Linked DNA regions of Danio rerio: region 1 is linked to region 2. Evidence: chromatin contacts called from public HiChIP or PLAC-seq data. All regions are on one chromosome and are shown on one strand. The core of a region is the stretch at or near the end of the contact, and the rest is flanking DNA. Distances in the headings are between cores, read along the strand shown.

Evidence for each region. HiChIP or PLAC-seq counts read pairs in DNA pulled down with a chosen protein or histone mark.
Region 1: an H3K4me3 HiChIP or PLAC-seq map of gastrula embryo shows a contact between it and region 2, with 2.9 times the contacts expected there. The contact joins the promoter of smap1 here to the promoter of b3gat2 in region 2. A contact is called at or near these places in 3 of 4 datasets of contacts at active chromatin or transcription factors (caudal fin, embryo and gastrula embryo).

Annotation. Positions count from the first base shown.
Region 1 is chr13:31,648,059-31,652,271 of GRCz12tu, reverse strand. smap1 (small ArfGAP 1) reads left to right here and starts at 2,963. Exons shown (of 10, transcript NM_001077778.1): 1 at 2,963-3,238. The coding sequence starts at 3,121. sdhaf4 (succinate dehydrogenase complex assembly factor 4) reads left to right here and starts at 926. Exons shown (of 3, transcript NM_001030184.1): 1 at 926-1,035; 2 at 1,251-1,382; 3 at 1,566-1,985. The coding sequence starts at 954. The coding sequence ends at 1,675.
Region 2 is chr13:31,334,638-31,338,769 of GRCz12tu, reverse strand. b3gat2 (beta-1,3-glucuronyltransferase 2 (glucuronosyltransferase S)) reads right to left here and starts at 1,894. Exons shown (of 4, transcript NM_001003454.1): 1 at 1,069-1,894. The coding sequence starts at 1,638.

The DNA of each region.
Region 1 (4,213 bases), core at 1,714-4,213, 310 kb before region 2:
CCTGGAATTAATGAGAAGTGTCAAGCAGTTTTCGAAACTATTTTTTTTTAAATAATAATTTTAAAAGACATATAACAATATATATACTGTTTTAATAACAGGCCTAACAATAAGAATAATCATTATTATTATCTGATGTTAGTTGAAGCCTATGTGCAGACACATGAACAACCTATAGAATTTAGGTCTCTATATATGTGAGTCAGCAAAGATTGCACATCTGATTCAAGTTGCTATCTATTGTTGCCTAACGTATGTTTGTAACGTTGTTTTATGTTTATGAAGTATAGTCTGTCTTTCTTTCTTTCGGCTATTTCAACGTAGCTAAAGTTAGGCATGCTTTTACAATGCATATACACTCAAAGATTATGTTTGCTATTATTATGTTGAGCTTAAGCAACACAATTCTTGAGGTTTTATTTGGAACAACTTAATTGTTTTATGTTCAATCCACTTAAAGTTGTAGAAACTAATAAGTTACTTTCCCTAATGTTGTATTACCACAAGTCGATTGTGTGGAACCCAGCATTTTTTTTTACATGTTATTATAATATGTTTACTTTATATATTTTCCTTTGATAAAAAAGTGAATGAATGGTTTAGTTAATGCAATACGATGTGTTAGCCTATGAATGTTTTTAGCCTATGATGGCTCGTTCTATTAAAATTGCAATTTTTCCGAGAATGTTTTGTAACATTATATTGAATTATATTGAAGAGCAGGGTCTGTTGATTGAAATTTGTAATGTTTCTCGTTCGTCCCTCTTTAAAAACGCATGCAAAGCAGATCCATGTAAATGAACACGTCAAATTCTGCACTTCTTTAGCGCCCTCTCGACTCTCTCGAGTGCATTAGTGTCCCTAAATGATGACGCACTCTGCGTCATTTTCAGTCGACAAAACATTCTTCAGTTGTGTAATTTTTCTTCTGCGACAAGCGGAAAGTCCACAAAATGTCTCTTTTACGTGTGTGCTGTACTGCAGCGAGAGGTTTTGCTAGCAGGCGAGTGTTTTTAGAGTCGACTATAAATACTGGTGAGTGCAAACAAAACGTTGATCGTGAATAAACTTTTAATATTGCAAAGCTTTCGTAAGCAAGCATAAATTGATTGTAAGTTACTACGTAGTATTTAATATTCTTAATTTATTATAGTTTTCTAAACCACCCATAATTATTACGAAGAACCGAGTTTAATGAACTGCTTGTCAGTTTGCTGAAATCTGGTGTGGTATGTCGTTCTCCCTTGCAGCAGGTCTCAGGCCAGCAGGATATGCGTCCGGAGGGGTGACCAAAGATAAAGAGCCTTTAAAGAAAGCCAAAACGCCACAAGGGCGCTTTGACATGGAAGAAACTGAATCCAAATCAAAAGATGTGCTTGAAAGTAAGAAATAAGTGTTTCTGTTATCCTTTTTATTACAATTGCATCACAACAATAAACTATACAAGGGAAAAACGATTTACACATGTTTACAAAAATCTGATTTGCCTGTTGGACTTTTTACGAGTTAAATGCCATATATTTAACATTAATACAATTAAGTCGTGCTTATTTTCTTTTTAACAGGATTTCCAGATGATGTAAATCCAGAAACTAAGGAGAAGGGTGGCCCCAGGGGCCCCGAACCTACACGATATGGTGACTGGGAAAGAAAAGGCCGTTGCATTGACTTTTAGTTTCGGCCGCTTAATGATATCTAAATCTATTTATTTAAACATTTTAATTATTTGAATGCAATAAATTATAATGTACACAATATCTGTACCAGAAATGGCATAGCCTATGTCTCTTCTGATTGTATGGGCCTACTTTGTAGTGTGATTAATTTTGTGTAAAGTAGTTTGAATTACTTGAATGATTCTATTTGGTTTCTAATGGACAGTAAGAAAATTTAATTCTTATCTATTTGAAAGGAGGAAACGTGAGTGTCTTGAGTGCCTGAAATGTTTAAGAAATAAACTTGTTCAGACATGTTGGTCATTTACTATTTTGTGTAAAGTGTGTGTGTGTGTGTGTGTGTGTGTGTGTGTGTTTGTGTTGATATCATGTAGTTCATTCTATTGCATAAAAATACAATGTTATTGCTGCAAAGGTTTTTGCATGCATCAAATAGATTGTCACCACAATATCAGTCATAAGCAGACAGAGGGAGGTTAAACCTATTATCAGGCCAAAACAACAAGCTGTGAGAGATAGTCAGATCAGCATTAATCAGTCATTTGGCTTTGCTATAATAACTCCGTTTAGACAGCAAAGCTGGACAAACAGTGATAGTTAAATATATAACATAACCAGCATAAAAATATAATTGTATTCTCCTTACAATAGGGATTTTGATGTGTACCACATTAGAAGTCTTGTCAGATTGTACTTTATTAAAACTGTATTAAAATATAGCAATGCCATATTTCTGACACTTTAGTTGTACTTACTGTATTTACGTATTATTTGATACATTGTTTTTATATGAATATTTCTATTATCAAAATATCAAAAGTTTGTTTTTAGCAATTGCTATGCTAAACGCTTTTACATACCAAACAGATTTATTTACCAGGTTTAGAATCTTCTGACAGGCGGTTCATTCCGCTGTGACGACCCATACTAAGCCGAAAGAAAATGAATGATTGAAAATCTTTTGACAAATGGCATCATTCTTCGACACTTGAAAGCTCTGATGTATCATATTTCATATTTTACGTCAAACCGGCTATCATCCCTTCCGACGCGCACATACGTCAGCAATGACGCAAAAGTCACAATAGCGTCAACATTTGGGTTTCACAGAGCATTGGTTTGACTTTTAAAATTCTAAAAACATATTATACCACTTAACTTTGGATAATTGTTCTCCCTGTTCTCCAGTTGAAGTATTTAAAATCTTTTTTTAATCCGCTCACTGTACCTTCCTCTTCTCCGTTTCCGCTTCCGGTCAGTTCCTCCAATCGGCCATATTCCGCCGATCTGTCTCTACCCAGCCGTCGCTCCGTTGCCGTGTGCCCATCATAGTTTCATTTCACAAGGGATGGTCTTCCATTTATAACGATACAACTGAACAGAGTCAATCGGGGGCAGAGATCGGTCATTTTAATCCAGAGACGCTGACAGAAAACGGGTCGAGATGACGACGCGATCGGAGAGGGAAAAGGCTCAGAAACTGAACGAGCAGCATCAGGCCATTCTGTCCAAAATGCTGAGAGAGGATGATAACAAATACTGCGCCGACTGCGAAGCCAAAGGTGAGGTGATATAAAACCACTCCTGCTGCTGTTAAAACCTCTTTTTGGTTTTTGGTCTGGTTCACCTGTAGTGTCGTTAAGTTACACACTCAGGTTGTTCAGGTTTGTCATGGTTCACGGTTCTGTCTGAGTCACCGGGAGAGGAAAGCCGTGGCTCTCTCTAAATCTGCGGAGCTCCCTGTTTTGACAGCTTGTTTGATGGCATCTGAATTGAAGGCTACTTAGACCCCGGTTATGTTGACAGCTCGTTGGACTTTGATATGAGGCGAATTACTATTCAGCCATGTGTCCTTGACCAAAATCATTACTAATGCATGAATGGAAAACCAGTGCGGCGTTGAACTGATCAGCAGGTCTGATACTGTCACCCTACGTTTCATTGAGTCTGATGTTGTGTTTGAGAGATTTACCTATATACGTGTACCTGCTTTGATGATGGCGATACATATCGTGTCACTGTGCTTTGTTTCCCATCTGTTTTATAATGGTTCATTCTAGTAGTGCATGATCCTCAGTTATGTGTGCATAGGGACTGCAGCTCTGAAGTGATACACTTAGTGGGTAAAATCAGTTTTATTTCCCGGTTCTACCAATATTATTTTACCATTCCACTGTAACTGTAATGGCTACTTAAACACATATTCTTAGTGAAGCTATTATGGAGGTATCATTGTTGTGATCAATGCTATTATGTTGTAATGTGGTTTCATAATTGTTGTTTTATACTGTTGTAGCTCCATGAGTGTAGGAAAGGTGCATCACCAATAATATTAATTAATTTTTTTATTATTTATAGGCAAATATGTAAGTGATTGGTCTATATGTAACTTAGTTTAATGATGTTCACTTAATGCACAAAGTTATCATAATTTCTTGGTGCTTGAAATTTAGGTTGCTATTTTATTTCAAAATTAGCAAAATTGAAAGTATGAAGATGACCAACGTGATTAGGTATTAAAGTCAGCTTAAAATGGT
Region 2 (4,132 bases), core at 645-3,144:
GTCGCCTTCATTTATGTGCATGTTCAGAGACTCATAAGATATAGATGGCGAAGGCATGATAAAACACACCACATGAATGTCTATGGGGACAATTCAGTGAGCTTGACTGAGGCGTTGCCAGCCTTTTAGTAATTGCCAACGTTTTTATTCCAGCTGCATAGATTTAAATGTATTGCAACAACCTTTGGAGTGCAATATTTGCTTGTGCCTGCATAACGAGAGTAAACAGTTTAAAATGACTCCATTGTGGCTCCACTTTGTTTCTATTTTATTGTTTTTAGAGTGTAAGGACACCAAGTTGTTTATTTGTAAAGCGTGTATTTCCACACTTCTTGTTTATTATTTGTGCTTATTAATGCTGTAGTTGTCTATATATATATATATATATATATATATATATATATATATATATATATATATATATATTATTTTGTGACATGTGAAAAAGAACAATAGTGCCCCAGCCAATCTTTTTTCAGTGAATCACATGGATTTTGATCCAGGCCAACAAGCAGACCATATAACACCCTATACCATAAACAAACTAGTTCCAACTTAGACTAGGCTTCTTATTTCTGTTTAGTTGAGCTATTCATTGCCACCCCTGCTGAAAAAAAGCTAAAGAAACCACTACATTTTTTTGTGGTTTTATTGGTTATAATTATATTGGTTTCAATGGGAACTGTAATGCTCCCAGTGGATTTCTACTGGTAAATTGTTGCCTTCTTGATGGCATTTTAAAATCTTTACATACTAATCGAATATGTTCCAATCTTTACACCAAATGACCCTGATTTTACAAGGTTATTGGAGTAAAACCTATCCCAAATCAACTACACCTTTAGTCTACTACATTAACATTTTAAAGGCACTGATTTTAATATTTACGGTTGTGGTTTGTAATTGGTATTTGTAGTGAAATCACAACTTTTGTGATGGTTTCCTTTTAGTTTTTCAGCAGACTGTTAGAAATGTAACACTTTTATTGTGATTTTTTTTTCTAATCAAATCTAAACTATTGACAGCCTTGTTCTTAAACAACTAATAATCTCAAGGAGTCGTACTTACCTCTTCAAATAACTCAAGGCTGTAAGTGTTATCATCATCCGCGAAGAAAACTACTCCTTTATCTTTGGAGCCCCGGTGTCCTCTGATCCAGCCGAGCGCTAAGTTCCTCTGCTCGGTCGCTCGGGGCATCCCGGTCCGCTTGAACCTGCGCGGGGTGAACACGTTCAGGTGAGTGTATCGCACCCCGCACCGGGCGAGAAACCGCGACACCAATTCCGTGTGGGAGTTCGCGTCCTCCACCACGATCCAATGGAACTGTGGGACCTGGCGGAACGTATTTGCCAAGCGGGTGAGCTCTGCTTTCTGCACCGCTCGGCTGTAAGTGGGAGTGATGGCATAAATGACCGGGAGAGATGTGGCGTTTCTCCCGCTGCTGCTGGCGGTGGTGCTGCTGCTGCTGGTCCGAGTCGTTCTGACGACCTGCCGCTGCTGTACATTCCCCAACCGAGATAAATAAAAGCTGGCCGTGTTCCGAACTGATAATCTCTTCGTATCGATGTCGATCACGATGATCACTATCAAGATCCACGGAAGAAGGATGAAAAAGCGAGTGTAGAAGATGGATTTCATTGTGCCCGAAGAACCAGAGCTGCTTAATTTGAAGCACAAACCGAGCAGTTCCTTCAGAGGTGATTAACGGATTATTGCAGATTGTTACTTTTTAAACTTCCCTTAAAGCCGATCCTCGGGTGGTTTTTAGACAGCATCCACAGTCCACGGTCGTTTAAACTTCCCATTCCCGTTCCTAAACGCGCAGTTGCGATCCCATCCCGTCCTGCGCTCCGCCGGAGAGTCCGTGCCCTGAGATGATGCTCCCTATACAGGGAGTCCTCAGTCGTTTAGCGCAGAGAACAGTGCCAAAAATAACAACAGGTCATTGTTTTGGTCACGTGCATGGCTTGGAGTGCAATAAAGTCATCTAGGTGCGATGATTAGCCTGCTCAAAACTGCGCCGAATGATGAGGCTGCGCTGATGGTCCGACAGACACTGCTGTAGTCCGCTGAAATGAGGAAGACTGAGACTTCAAACTGAGATTTCCCCCTCCCCACCTGCGCACCAGAGAGCGAGAGATGAATCACACGCATTGTATTCTGCCTTTTCGACGAGAGTCTTATATTCTCATATAATATTCAAATATTTGGCTGTTGGATGTTTAGTTGAAATTTAACCCAATGCTTAAAATTATGGTTTTAATTTTGTTCTTGAATTTACTGTAATCAAAATTTCCTCAGTCTCTTATTCTAATTTAATTGATTTTAAATTAAAAATATTAAATTAAATGAAAAATTTCAAGACAAAATTTGATTTATTATTACCGTGTTTTATTGATATTTATTTAGATATTCAATATAGTCTTCATAGAAAAAGTGAATAAAAATGGTGTCAATTTTTCTCTGTGGCCATCCAAGAGTTAAATTTCCTTTTTTACAGGACATTTTTTATCTGCAACAGTATCCAATCCAATCTCTTTTGGCATTTTAGGAATCAAAAAATATATACAGGAAAATATAAAAACATACCTGTGGCTTCTGATGATATATTGAGCTTTGTTGAAGCAACACCATTAGTCTGTGCAGGACGCTGAACATTATTTACTACATTAACTTTAATCCACAGCCTTGGCAAACAGTATTGGGAACGCTCAGTCCCAAGACTGTGGATTAAAGGTAACAATATTGTAAATAATGTTCAGTTTTTTGCACACACTGATTGTTCAATGCATTGCCAAGAGCCAAGGGTAAATTTGTTTTGCATTTTTTAGCTCTCAATATACTACCTGTCTACTTGCATTTTATAAATCACCAAGGACCACATTTTAATTTAAAAATCATATTTTTATGCTATACTGAAGTGGAAAAAGTCTACACCTTGAAAGGTCTAGGTGCGAGTAAATACACTGATTTTTTTCGATTTTGGCTAAACTCTTCCTCTAAATAAATCAGCCTTTATATCATAGTTTTGACCATTTGTAATGTGCAGTAAACGTGCCAAATTTCCTTTGCTATCAGTTTTACCTACACAAAAAACAATCCATTAATCAACATAGAATCAATTTAGTACTGTTTACGGCAATTAATTGTCAGCTTCCATATGAAGTCATTTTTTTTCACAATAACAAGATGATTGACTGAGAACTCAATCTGTTGATGTCGATTTGCTTCAGGCATATTCCCATCTGCAGGTTTAGCGGATCACCTGATGTCATAAACAAAACATTGATGCATGACAAACATCAAGGTAAAAAACAACACAGCAACTTATTACAGTTAACAGTCTACATTGTAATCAAAATGGCTGACACGTTGCCTGCAGGCTTTTATGATGTTCATTTCAGCACTGGCATGTCTATTTGACTGCCTCGTGTCTCCATTCACAGTGCGATGACAGCAATGGATTGTGACATCCAGCCTTGTCCTCCCATCCTCGACATGGCACCCCCTGTCAGCCCAGACAATGTCAATCACAGAAAATAGAAGCAACTGTCAGCGACGCCATCTCATTGTGGGCATCCTTTTGTTGCAAATGACTGAAATCTGACAGGTAACAGTTGCTATTGTGCATCTCTTTGCATCTAGAATGAAAGCGAAGCGGCACAATGGCCTGTTTACTCAAGAAGTGAGCTTTAGGTCTCGAATGTAATGGAATTGATCCGAAGTGAACTGTTCTATTACATGGAGCAAGTGGGTTTTTTCCCAATTTGTGAGAAGTGAGGAAATGAGGCGCAATGGAATAAGGAGGATTTATGGTGTTCAGAACTCACACTTCAACATGGGAAATGGTGCTGGTGTGCATTTTTTGCAGTCAATCTAATCTGGTAATCCTCCCATCTTCCTTCATGCTGATGACGCTACGCAGGAAAGCATGGACTGGACTATTTAATGGCTTTCATGGGTGGGGGAGGTGGAAAAGGAAAGCTGTTTATTGATGGAGAAATATCCTTTCAATGCTGGTGCACGCTGTAGAAGCAGGCAGAACGCAATAACAACCAATTAAAGCAGTGCCCCATGAAAATAGATCACAGCGCAACTAGATTAAACGATAATTTAAGTCTCAATTCAATAA